Linked DNA regions of Sus scrofa: region 2 is linked to region 1. The links are chromatin contacts, called in public HiChIP or PLAC-seq maps. All regions are on one chromosome and are shown on one strand. Each heading gives the region's core, a stretch centred on a gene start, on an enhancer-like site or on the middle of the called end of the contact. The rest is flanking DNA. Distances are from core to core; before and after follow the strand shown. Region 1 overlaps CXCL8 (C-X-C motif chemokine ligand 8). Region 2 has its middle 60 kb from the start of PPBP.

Region 1 (6,862 bases), core at 2,508-5,007:
AACATGCCTCTGTGTGGGATTCTTATAAAGGGGTGTGGTGAATATCATTGGAAGCATTTAAAAAAAGTAAGTTTCAGCAAATCTATCTATGTATAGAATGCTTTACATAAACAGTTCACTAAGAGATCATTGAAATTAAAAATGCAAAGGCATTTTAAATAGCATGGGCTGAATGGCAGAAGATTATTTAGGATGCAGACAGTAGAATGACCCACATCAAAACATGATTAAAACACAAGCCAAATCGTGTCCTATGACATAGAATTGCTAGATACATTAAAAGCTTGTCTCTACCCCCTGCACCATGATCTTTTACAAAGCTATTAGAATATTCCTCTACATATAGTCTGAAGTGAACTTTGAGTGGAAATATCTATAAATATTTCCCCATCTTAATTTTCCAACATGCTATGCTTTTAAGTCCTTCTATCATTTTACCAAGTAATGTTTAAAAGTCTTGTAGTAATAATATTTATCCAACTTGATTTTTATCTATGGGAATACAAAGAGCAAAGAAAGCCCTATTTCCCTACTCATTAAGAGTTGGGAATTTTTGACCTTTAAGTAATTTTTTGGTGAATTTCTGATTGCCCTATCTGTGACTCTTGTGGGAAGTAATAAACCTGCTATTTATTCTGTTATATGGAAAAATTCCCCATTTGTTTTCTGTGACTGTTGCATACTCAGCTAATGGTTACCAAACTTGAGGCCATTGCTATCTGACCATCTTTTCAAGTAGGTAGTGGAGAAAATGTTACACTAAGCTTTCTTTTGTTACTGGAGGTTTAATACAATCTAAAGCAATTTTTGTTAGCTATATTACTACCACAAACAAAAAGCAAAATAGTTTTTAATCCTTTCTTCTGAAGTTTTCAAGAATAGCCTCGATGGGAAAATAGATTTATCACAGTAAAAAATAATTATCTATTTATTTTCTAAAATCTTGAGGATAGAATATTTTGCTTAGGCAACTTCAACCTATGAATCTATTTTCTGACACATGTCTAGCAAAATAGAAAAAAGGGGGGGGCAGTTATGAAAATTACTTGATTTGTATGTTGTGTGTATTATTGTATTTTATACTTAATTCAATTTTAAAGTGAACACTATTATTAGCTCTCCATACTTTTTTACTCTGTGTGTGTATATCTATATTTACATTCACATTTCTTCTTGGAAAATTTTGATTTGTAATTCATAATCCACACAAATGGATTAAATGTATGTGGTAAAATACTGCATATCCAACTTTGTATCGAAGTTTGTATCTATACAATTAAAACTGTGTCTGTATACATAAATTTACTAATGTCACTGAAGCAAATGAAAGGAAATTTTCAATTCAGCAAATTGAGTATCTTTTCCTTCTCTCTCTCACATCCTCTCTCTCTTACTCTTTCTCATTTTTCCTTTTTGGCTTGTTTACATGATGCCTAGTCTCCAATTTGATCGATTTAATTGCCCTTTTGATAGAATACTTTGCTGTCTTATAGACAATGACAATATAAATGAGAAAGTGAGAAATGTCATCTGGTATATTTTAAAAGCGATAAAAATGAAATTAAGAAGTAGATTTTTAAAGAATTTGTTATTGAGTTTCTCCAGATTGATACAGATTTCTTTACTTTACCTTCAGGGTTGGACATTGGCCACATCAAGGGTGAGGATTTAACACATTAAGAGGTTTTAGGTTGGGAGTTTTTTTGATGATTCAACCCACAAATAACATTAAAAAGCCCCCAAGGAGTTCCCCTGATGGAGTAGTGGTAACGAACCCAACTGGTATCTATGAGGAATCGTTTTGATCCTTGGCCCCACTCAGTGGGGTTAAGGATCCAGCGTTGCCATGAGCTGTGGTATAGATTGCAGATGCGTCTCAGATCCCAAGTAGCTGGGGCTGTGGTGTAGGCAGGCAGCTGCAGCTCCGATTCGACCTGAGTCTGGGAATTTCCTTATGCCGCAGGCTCGCCCTAAAAAGACACACACAAAAAGTCCCCAAGATTAGACTTTTGAGTTGCTTTGTATAGCTTCCCATTTTGTTTTGGAAAGAGACCCAGGGGAAAAAAATGGCTTAAATGCTCACAGTTTAAAACGAGGGTAATTGGAATCCATACTAGAGTTTTTCAATTCCCAATCTAGGCCCTTTAGAACTTCCCACAGTCCGTTCAGCATAGCTTCATCTGTAAGTACTTCTTCTATTTCAAGCCCGATTCCAGTCACACTGAAATTCTTTCACTTCTTGAATCACATGAATTACTTCTCCCCTGCTTTCTAGACCACTCTGGCCCACGCATCCTTCTTCCCTTTGTGTGGCTGACTCCTACTCACCCTCCAGATTCTAGTTTAGATTTTGACAAGGAAACCTAGGCTCTTACATAGATAACTCCTTGCTCTCTGCTTCTGAAGAACCCTGTATCTTTCTCATTATCATTTTATTAAAGTTATTTGTTATCTGTTTTATTTACTGTGTTTGAGGTCTACAAGATGACTGCAAAGGTGAGTAGGACCAGGAAACTGGAATTTGGAAATGAAAGAGAATATGGAAATGAAATTTAGGCATAACTCTGGGGAAGCAGAGGCCCCACAACATGGCCTGAGAAGAGCTGTAGGTGGGCAAAAATTTCCTCTAGAGGGAGGGAAGCAATGCCTCTAGGAACGGTGAGTCCTGGGGTAGAATTTTCAGTTGATTCTTGTTTGTGCATCACTCTCAAATATTTTATTAATTCTATTATGCCGCACACTTTTGTGTTAATGGGTAGTGGGAATTAGAAAAGAGAACGGGCTTTGCTCCACACCACCAATAATGCTGACTCAGAGAAGATGACAGTTGTGGGTACCCAGAATGATTGTAAGGGGCTATACGACATAGGAAAAGTAGATTGCAGTGGGAACTAACAAATCAGAAAATCAGAGAGGGCTCGCTTCCTTATCCAAATTGCGAAGCTTAGAAAAGGGGGGGGGGAGACTTAAAATACACAATAGTGATAGTAGATGAGGTGGGAGGTGGATAAATGTCCATCAAAATTCTAAGATTCTTTTTTTTTTTTATTACAAAGTTAAGAATTGGTGAATTAGATGTTTTGAAACTGTGGTTTGTTATTTTTCATCATTTCTGGGAAGTTTTCAGCCATCATTACTTCAGTGTTGTCTCTGACCCTTCCTTTCTTGTCTGCTTGTAAAACTCCAACTGAAAATAAGTAAGACGGAAGTTCCAGTTGTGGTGCAGCAGAAACGAATCTGAATCTGACTAGTATCCATGAGGATGTGGGTTTGATCCCTGGCCTCGCTCATTGGGTTGGGGATCCTGGGCTGTGCTGCTATGGCTGTGGTGTAGGCTGGCAAATACAGCTCTGATTCAGTCCCTAGCCTGGGAACTTCCATATGCTGCAAGTTTGACCCTAAAAAGAAAAAAAAAAAAAAAAAGATGACCTTATCCCTGTCTCCTCTATGCCTTTCATTTTTTTTCCCTCAAATTTACTACCTCTTTATCTCTCTGATATAAATTCCAGGTAAATTTCTTTGGGTTTATTTCCTAATCTCCAGTTTTCTTTCAGCTGTGTCTAATCTGTTGTAAAACTCAGGCATTGAGATTTTTAGTTATATTGTGTTTTCGTTTGTAAAAGTTTTGTTTTATTTGTTCTCAAATATGCTCTAAACATATTTTAAGTTTCTTTGTCTCATTTGTGTCAGTATTCCTCAATTAGTTGAGAAGAGCCTTATGTCTACCCTCTTCCCTCTTTTACTGAGTGTCAGTTGTGCTAAGCTGTGCAGACACCTGGGCTCTCTGCTGAAAATCTGAAGTCATCCTTAATAGCAGAATGGTGTCCAGTGAGGAGTTGGGAAAATTTTCATCCTTCCATGGAAAACACTACTGACTGTAATTCATCTCTGGCAAGGAGTTCTGTTTTTCTGCAAATAAAGGTTATGATTTTCTGCATAATACACATAATACTAAGAGGAAGTATTTATGTTTTCTAAAGCAAAATAAGACCTTTTTTTCCTTTGCCTTTTTGACTTTTTAGGGCTGCACCCATGGCATAGGGAGGTTCCCAGGCTATGGGTGGACTCAGAGCTGTAGCCGCTGGCCTACACCACAGCTCACGGTAACGCTAGATTCTTAACCCACTGAGTGAGGCCAGGAATCAAACTGTCTTCCTCATGGATGTTAGCTAGGTTCATTAACTACTGAGCCATGACAGGAATTATAAAAATATGATTTTTTAATATAAATATATAAAACAATAAATCTTAAAACTGCAAAGAGAAAGACAAACTCCTGATGACTTTTATAATAAATTTTATTGTAAATGTTCTATAGTTACACTCACAATTTTGTAACATAAAAAATACTAAAAGAATCTCTTTGGAAATACATAAAAACAAATTAAGGTAAAAAAAAGTTGGTGTTAAAACATACAATAATTTAAATAAAATTATGAGAATCTAATTGTACAAAATAAAGAATAAATAATAAGAAATGACTTTATTGATATTGCCTGGTGAATTTTTGCTGTTTTGAAAAAACTAGTCCTAATTTAAAATTCACGTCATTCAATACAGCACTGCATAACAAAGCTTGCAGTCATAAAACAAGACTAGGAGTTTCAAAAGTAGGATAACTAGTTCAAATAAAATTTCAGATAAATAATAATGTACTTAACTGGGTATTCTGTTCGTTTAACAATTTGCCAAATCTGGCAACTCTGATCATAATACAATGACCTTGATAAAAATAGTTCCATAATACACCACTTAATATGTAAAATAAATAGAAATTCACTACTATCATGAGACTATCCTATCAACAATGCTTCTTTTCCATTTCTCCAAATTCATGCACAAACATTACTCTATTTGATACTAAAATAAATATATAAATAATAAATAAGTGAATAAATTACACTTGAAAATATTTTACATGACTGTCAATCAAAGTTAAAGTACATCCACATGTCCTCAAGGTAGGATGGGGGCTGAAGCTTTTTCTCCAGTTTGGGGATAAAGAAGAAACTGAGGTGCAGTTGAGCAGAGACTTGTGAATGCTGGCCAGCAGCCTAGGGTTGCAAGATTTAATAATATTAATAATTATAATAACAAAAAGCCAAAACAGGATTTCCAGCTAAATTTGAATTTACAGCAAACAACGAAGAATTTTTAAAATGTTAGTATAGAACAACGTGCATGGGACACTGGAAATAATTCATTGTTTTACTTAATATTCAAATATAACTGGGCATCCTGTGATTTCTCTGGCAACCCTATGTCTGACCAGCACAGGAATGAGGCATAGATGTAGATTTGATTGAAGTTGTGTTGGCATCTTTACTGAGAAATTCTTGGGAGCCACGGAGAATGGGTTTTTGCTTGTTGTTGTTACTGCTGTTGTTGTTGCTTCTCAGTTCTAAAAATAAATGAAATTTTTAAAAAAGTTAAAAACGAACGGTACTTAAATAAGGAGGAATGTACGCTCTTGAAAATATATCTAATATAGATATTAATAGGGTCTTAGATATTTATGTGTTAGAAATACCCTATATTTTCAACTATAAATAGAGAGGTTAAATAAGTTGTCATCTAAACACTTCTGAGATTGAGAGGGAGACATACTACTGATCCAGGGCAAGACGCTTGCCCATACTTTCTGGATGCATTACCTCCCAATTACAAGTACAAGAAGCTCACTGTTGCTGCTAATTTCTTTGTTTGTTTGTTTTTCATCAAAGAGGCAGATACTTAAAAGAGAAAATTTGCAGCAGCAGCTGGAAATTTATAAGCTAACTTTTACTGTATGTCACAAGATAAATAATCAAAATTTTTAAAAAACTTACCTCTTCAAAAATATCTGTACAACCTTCTGCACCCACTTTTCCTTGGGGTCCAGGCAGACCTCTTTTCCATTGACAAGCTTAACACTGAAATGAGAGAGATAACAGTTAAAATCAATATTTAAGGGTTTCCAACATCCTTTTGCCATTCAGGTCATGGTTCCTTAAGTACAGGCATAAAATCTAAGCCCAAGCCAATTTTTAGCTATGAGTCATGGAAGGGGCCATATTTAAATGCCATGCAGACAAAGAATTTTTCCTTTTTGTTTTGCTCACTATGAATTGATAGTTCTTAGAACTTTGTTGGTTTCTTCCACCTCCCCCAATTCTAGGTTTGCTAGAGTGAAATATCTAATCACTTTTGAAATTACTTACATGATTTCTGAATTTTCACAGTGGGGTCCACTCTCAATCACTCTCAGTTCCTTGATAAATTTGGGGTGGAAAGGTGTGGAATGCGTATTTATGCACTGGCATCGAAGTTCTGCACTTACTCTTGCCAGAACTGCAGCTGTGGGCAAAAAAAGGCAATTAAGGATTAATTTCATCAAGAGGCTTTATGCTCATTAATTCCAGTGTGGTCATTTGATGACTATGCATTTGGTAAAAATCACATCTTTAGCAAACTTAGTCCTGAAATTGATGGCTAGATAGTCTCCTAGCCCCTGATCTCAGTTTTCTCTTTGTTTTAAGAAGAGTCATTCTTGACAATCCTGAATGACATAAAGACTTTGAGTTGTCTTTAGGCAATGCTGACATCATCACAGTACTTTTTCCTCCTACTTGATATGGCATAATCTTCTGGGATACCACAGTGCTATTGATGTTAGGCAAGCTAAGATCCACCAATAAGGAAATACCTTCAGGAAGAATTAATAGAGAAAGATGGGAGTGGCACAGAGATTGTCCTATATCTTAACAAAATCCTTAATGCATAAAAGAATATATATATATATATATATATATATATACACATACACACACTGTTTAAATGAATACTGAAAGAAATACAGTATGATATGTAAAAATACATACAG
Region 2 (6,862 bases), core at 2,633-5,132, 150 kb before region 1:
TGTGTAGTCAATTCAAGATGAGGCATGAACATGCTTTTGAATTCTATATAACTCTTAAAGGGGCAATACAAGATTGTGTTTTTAGATTAAAGAATTGGTCTGGAATTCATATTTCAGAGCTATACATGATAATTCTTTTATTGCATGTTTGTTTTTAAACACCCCCTCACACACCACACAAACCTAGCCAAGAGTTTAAATAGCTAGCAGAGAATAATGTCTTTCTAGCTGTGAAGACACTTGTGCATTGATTGGGGAAAGTATTAAATCAAAAGTCAGGGCACTGAGGCTCTACATCTGTACTGCTTCACATAGTGGTTGTCACCCACAGTGGCTATTTACCTTTAAATTTAAACTATTAAAAATTTAAGACACAGTTCCTTGATTGCACTAGGCACTATCCCCATTTTAGGTGCCATTGGTCACATGCGTCTAATGGCTACTGCATAAGACACAGATTTACAGAGCGTTTTCATTATGGCAATACATTCTTTAGCAGATTCATAACAACCAGGCTCCTTTTCCACTATAAGCCTGACCTTGGAAAAAAAACAAGGACGGGCGCAATTATTCCATCATTGATCTGGATTTCAGCGAATTGCTTCTCCAACTTTGCTTTGGAAACATCTCATCTATGGAAACCTCACAAATACATAATTTATAATTGTGATGGAAACACACTGAGCTTGGCATCACATGGTAGTTTCATTATCTTGATTTGAAAAGAAAGAGAAGAGGCCCCATAAAATAAGTTACCTATATTTAATAGTTGTATCACTGCAAACTGTAATGTCTATGTCGCATGTTGTAGTGGATTTGATCTCTCCAAAACTATGGTGAGTCTTCCAAAGAACTCCAAAATAATATTTTTTAAATCATTGTAAGTAGAGTCAGCCTTAGGCTAAAATTTGTATTCATTGAGCACTGTCTCACTTGGACTTCTTAACTTCATTCTTGCCCTTTTTCTAATTGGTGGTTATGACCTCTCTTTCTCTTAGAGAGCTGTATCAACAACCTTCCTTTGGGCCAGTGTCTTCATTCTTACCAGGATGTAAGAGCAAGGTATGGTGTAGACTTGTTTGACCTCATCCCTCTGCATTGTTCCAAATTCACCAGCTCAAAATGTCATTCTATCTTTTTGAGGAAGCCAATGTTTCATCATATTTCTCACCTTTAAAGATGAGACCTCTAGAACTCATTCCAGGTGTAGAGATGGTGACAGTACCCAGTGTAGACATGCCTCAGAATTATCTGCCCAAGGGATAGAAGGAGGAAAACTTACCCACCAATATTCCCCAATATCTACTGGTTGTACCAAGGGATCAACTACCTTTCACTTCTAGGTGCCCCCATATCAGAGAAGTTCCAGAATATAAGTTGAGAGATGTAGTGTATAGTCAAAGCCAAATGCTACCAGATTCTACCTGCAGAGGACTGTATGCTGCGGGAACAACTGGGTAGAGGGTGGGCCAGGGGATGTGAGACAAGACACGGTCTAAATGAAATAACTACAAATTGTAATATGGAATGTATGTAACATGGAATGTGAATTGTATGGGGATACTTTCCCTGGGTATTAAAAAAAAAAAAAGTAAGCATTGTGGCTGAATTTTTTCCAGGCCAAAAAAAATATGTATAATTTATTTGTTTTGATACAGAATGTATACGAGGAAATGAAATGAGCATAGACCTGGGCAGGATTCCTTCCGCCCGATGTCCTGACTTGTCTTTGCAGCCCAGCTTCTTGATAGCCCTGCATAACTACCTTCAGTCCCAGTTGTTGGTCTCCGAGAATGCAGCCAAGCAAAGTAGGTTGTGGTTTTATTGATAAAGTTCCTTATTCTCCTAATTTGATGGCTCACAGTGAGTCAATATGCGGTCTTTTGCTGGGCCTTTAGCTAATAGCCTGTCATTTCAATAGACTGAAGCTGCCTGACCTTTAGTTGGTTTGGATCAGTGCCAAGGTTGCTTCTCTGATGGCTAATGGCAAAGAGAGGGCAGCCAAGTTCATCACAGTCCAGAGAAAAAGCTTTGGATGGCACTGTTGATGGGAGGAAGCTAAGAGAAGCCAGAGAAGAGGAAGAAGAAAAGAATAGTCTCTCTTCTCAGCAGATAAGAAATAGCTGAGGTTGCGGGCTAGGCTTGCCATCGTGACTGTGTCAGACAGAGCGAGAAAGGGACAGTTACATGGTGAATTGAATCTACCAATGACCTCTTGAACAGGCAACCTTTTATCATCATTTCTGTGTTCTAGCACAGAGGTCTGCCTGTTCATCAGAGTTAAGGGCAGGCATGATGGTCGTTTTCAGGGAACTTACGAATAGTACCCCCTCACAATTTCCTGAAATGTGAGTCTTGATCCAGTTAAGATAAGAAAATGTAAGTTAAATAAGAGACCAAAATCTCACCTTTACTAACAAGAAAGCTGATGTTAGAGCTTGTGTTTTATATCTGTGAGTAGGTGAACTTCCGAAACTTGATCCCCAGAATTAGGCAGATGAACCTACCCTGGCATAAAGTGGCTTGGAAAATCTCATACTTCTCCTGTGGGGTAACCTTCCCATACCCAGGAGAGAGCACAGCAGATCATGTCCTGTAGGTGAGCAAGTCACTCCCCCGCGAAAACTGAGAGGGAAGTGTTAAGTCATACAAGGCCTGTTAATTTATTACAAACGCACCCACTTAAATAGGTTAGTTTTCCTCTCAGAAGCTGAGACATTGGACTGGTTAACCTCACAATACCCCCTCTTCTTCTCCATAGGTAGATACCTCATGAGGGCGTAGAAGCAAGTTTACAGGTAAAATACCTGCTTTTCCTGAGCTGTACAACCTACAGTTCAACCTGTACCACCACCTGTGATCTGTTCTTTGGCGGTAGGTTGGGTGCCAGGTTCTTCACCTTCGTACATTACAACTCCCCTGGGTCAATACTGAGATGGATCAAGAAAGGATATAATAAGGAAACTGACCTTTATGAAGGCAGTATTTTATACCCATTTTTTTTACTGAATGGAAAAAAAATGGAGCTTTAAAGATGTTAAGCTCCATTCCACATTCCAATATTTCTAAGAAGTATATTTTATCACCTTTTCACATCCCTGAAATCACAATATGCTTACTGCTAATGGAAAACAGAGATTATTTGACTGACTTTTCCCTTTCTAAATGGTACATACAATAAGAATGTCATAGCCCATAGTATCTCAGATTCGATAAGTAGCTAATAAATGATGATCCTAGAATTTATCCTCTGGGTTGGGTGATTTAAAACCTTAGGTTATTTTCTGGCTGCAATAATATTCCCCTAAAATACACAAGCAGTTAAGGCACCATACATTTCCTGTTCTTTCCCCACCTCATTTCATTTATTGTCGTTCAGTTTAGTGTTTGGTCTTGCTTGGCTCCATCTGTATAGAATTATGCTCCCCAGGAGCCAAATTCCTTCTTTCCTTGTGAACTGGAGGCTGCTTAATGTGTTCTGTGAGGTAGACAGAGGAAACATGTTTGTTATCACAAGTTGAACTAACGGTGATTGAATGTTCCTGCAGCTGGGTCTTGTTAGAAGTTAAAAACTTGGGCTGTCACATTACTTTATGTAAACCCTACTTAAGTGGAATGTGAGGGAAAAGACTTGGGAACTTTTTTTATTGCTCAAGACTATTCTTTGTTGCAATTGAGAAATGTGGGAAATAACTGAAGTGATTAATATTACGGATGGTTTCTCAAGCCGTACTTTGAAATTGTTTTCAATTAAATAAATCTTAAGTGTCTGCTTTGTGCAAACCATGAACTAATTGCTTCAGGGGATAAGATATGCCACCTGCCATCAAGAATCTACATGATCTGAAAAGGGAACCGCTGAGTGCATGCCGCTGAATGACTAAAGGATGGGGGAGTAAGAGAGGGTCAGAGAGATGATACGGGGTTTTGAAGGAGGAAGAAATCACATGTGTATAAGGCGATCAAGAAGAGCATTGCAGAAGCAAATAGCAGAGCTTTGAAAACTTGGGTAAAATTTTTCTCAAGTAAGTATGGGAGCGTGACTTCCAGTTTCCAACAATAGCAGGTTATTTGGATCCTGTCCTGCAAAAATAAATAAATAAATAAATAAATAAAATAAAATAAAATAAATAAAAATAGTAAATAAAACATTAAGAAATCTTTCAATAATTGAGTAAAAAATGAATTGCTAGGTTAAAATTCGAAGAACATCTGGAAATCAGGTAAATGAATGGAGTATGCAAGACCCCTTTGTCCTAACGAGATTTGTTAATTACCCCAAGTTTTTGTTGTTGTTGTTGTTTTGTTTTGTTTTGTCTTTTTGCCATTTCTTGGGCCGCCCCAGCGGCATATGGAGGTTCCCAGGCTAGGAGTCCAATCGGAGCTGTAGCCACCGGCCTACACCACAGCCACTGCAACGCGGGATCTGAGCTGAATCTGCAAACTACACCACAGCTCAGGGCAACGCCAGATCCTTAATCCACTGAGCAAGGCCAGGGATCAACCCGCAACCTCGTGGTTTCTAGTCAGATTCATTAATCACCGAGCCAGGAGGGGAATTTCTCTTACCCCAAGTTGAATGTTATTTTGAACTCCTATGGATAATGGCCAGCCTAATAAAAGACTGCCTTGGATAAGTTCATAACCTAGGAGATGGCACAGACAGAATACAGAAGAACCAGGTGTAAATTAGCTCATATTTCACTTTGGATGATAAAGCATGGGTAATATTAAACCTCAAACTAAGACTTAAGGTGATCCCAGACCAGTGGCAATATGGAGCACAAACCAAGGTGGAGAAAGGCAAGGAGCAGCACATGGGCATGCGTGCTAGCAAGTTCAGTACATTCTCTTCACTCTTGTTAAGAATAAGACCATATCAAGGCGGAAACTGAGAATGTGTAAGGGTGCGCGTGTGCACAATGTGTGTCTCAGTGACACTATAAAGTGATACTTTGCCTCTAGCTATTACTTTTTTTTTAAGCTGGTAACTTCAATGATAAGAAATATGCTTGCATTTGTAATTTTCTCAAATTAAGTCTATGGCCATACCATGCCAAACATGTCTGAACCTGTCTGTAATTTTCTCAAATTAAGGTGGCAGGTGAATATTTAAGTAAAAAATATCCAGTTGAAAGTTTTACCCCTGTCACACATCTTTCCTGTCATGAGATAATTTCTCTTATTCTAATAGTACTGAGTATTGAGTGTTGAGCCATTTCAAAGAATTTCTGTCTTCAAAATACACTAATCATGGGACTCCCCTTGTGGTGCAACAGATTAAGGATCCTGCATTGTCACTGCCTTGGCCCGGGTCACTGCTGTGGCAGGGGTTCAGCCCATGGCCAGGAAACTTCCACATGCTGCAGGTGCAGCCAAAACAAACAAACAAACAAACACTAATCATGGGTCAATGTCCTCTGAGAACTTGTAATCAAAGAAGCAACTTTTCTCAGAGAGTATGGCAGATATTTTCTCTCCATTATTTGGACAATTGTCAGGTGTCACATATTTGGTGCATTCATGTTAAGAGCCAGGCCATTCGTTATGTGAAATACAAATATAAAATACAAAGTTGGGTTTTTTTCTTTCGGTCTCCATTGCTGGATCGTCTTTAACTTTCTGACCTCTAAATGCTGGCATGTACCTACCTCCATCCTGTGTGACCTCTTCTCAGTTTTATCTACAGTCATGACCTATATTAACCTCTCTCCTTCCACAGCTCTAATTACCACTGGTATGCAAACCTTGCATGTCCAAGAAAGACCTCGAGTTATTTTCTGACGCAAACTTACTTATTCCTCATCTTTATTTAGTACATGGCACTACCATTCACCGAATTATTAGGACCAAAACTATATTGCCTGTTTTTGGTTTTGTTTTTGAAGTCCAATAAGTACTTATTGAGTGTCTACTTTTTGCACAGGACCATGTGTTGCCTGTTTTAATTCTTCACTATTTTTTTTTTTATTTTTACACTCTGCATCAAATCCACTAGCAAATCCTGTTGACTCTATCTTCAGAAGATACCCCTCCTTCAATATTTCTCATGACCCCTACTGCTACCTCTTTAGTCCAAAAAGGTAACTACCTCATATGAACCACGGGAACAGCCACCAAGCTTGTCTCTTTGCCTTCGCTATTGTTCCCCATCATCAGCATCTATTTTCTACATTCCAGCCAGGTGATATTTTGTAAGAAAATAAAACATTTCACTCTCTTGCTTTCATGCCTTCAATGGCTTCTCAATTCCACTACATGGAAAATCTAAAATATTTTCCATGGCTGCAAAGTCCTTTACTTTTTGTTCTCTGGCCACCTTTCCAGCTTTCCCCTCTCATGTATTCCATTATTTCAACTTTTCCCCCCGATTGTTCCTACAACTTGTCACTCAGGTTTTTCAGGCATTTTGCTCTTGGTGCTTCCATCTGCCAGGAATGTTCCTCCACAGGATATTCACATGGATTGCTCCCTCATTTTATTCACTTTTCTGTCCAAAATCACCTCCTTAGAAAGGTCTTTCTGAAACATCCTAGCAATTTCCTTGACCATTGATTTTTTTCCGTTGGCCTTTTTCATTTTTTTTTCTGATATAACTATCAGAATATATCCTAATATAACCTGATTTTATATGATATATGTATTCATTTGCTTTGTCTTGTCTCCTCCACTATGACATAAACTCCATGAAGACAGAGGTTTGCTGTTTCCTCCGTTTATAGAAATAGGCCATGGATGCATTCAGTGCCTATCTGTTGACTTATTAAATGAATGAATGAATAAAAACATACCAGGTCCTTAGGTTGCATGAAATGGAATTTTCATGTACTAATAGGCTTCAAGTTGTCTTGGTCTAAGATAG

The links. HiChIP or PLAC-seq counts read pairs in DNA pulled down with a chosen protein or histone mark.
Region 2: a contact with region 1 is called in an H3K27ac HiChIP or PLAC-seq map of alveolar macrophages, with 4 times the contacts expected there. The contact joins two enhancer-like sites. A contact is called at or near these places in 2 of 47 Hi-C or Micro-C datasets (alveolar macrophages and skeletal muscle) and 2 of 2 datasets of contacts at active chromatin or transcription factors (alveolar macrophages and skeletal muscle).

Annotation. Positions count from the first base shown.
Region 1 is chr8:69,933,281-69,940,142 of Sscrofa11.1, reverse strand. CXCL8 (C-X-C motif chemokine ligand 8) reads right to left here. Exons shown (of 4, transcript NM_213867.1): 2 at 6,201-6,336; 3 at 5,829-5,912; 4 at 4,282-5,401. The coding sequence ends at 5,374. Among named protein-coding and RNA genes, the nearest start is that of CXCL8, 4.1 kb to the right of the region's middle. Within about 2 kb of position 3,757, at least 2 of the 83 cell types and tissues checked have an H3K27ac peak or open chromatin away from gene starts, as enhancers often do. A contact at or near this core is called in alveolar macrophages, where this site is marked.
Region 2 is chr8:70,078,446-70,085,307 of Sscrofa11.1, reverse strand. No RefSeq gene overlaps it. Among named protein-coding and RNA genes, the nearest start is that of PPBP, 60 kb to the right of the region's middle. Within about 2 kb of position 3,882, at least 5 of the 83 cell types and tissues checked have an H3K27ac peak or open chromatin away from gene starts, as enhancers often do. A contact at or near this core is called in alveolar macrophages, where this site is marked.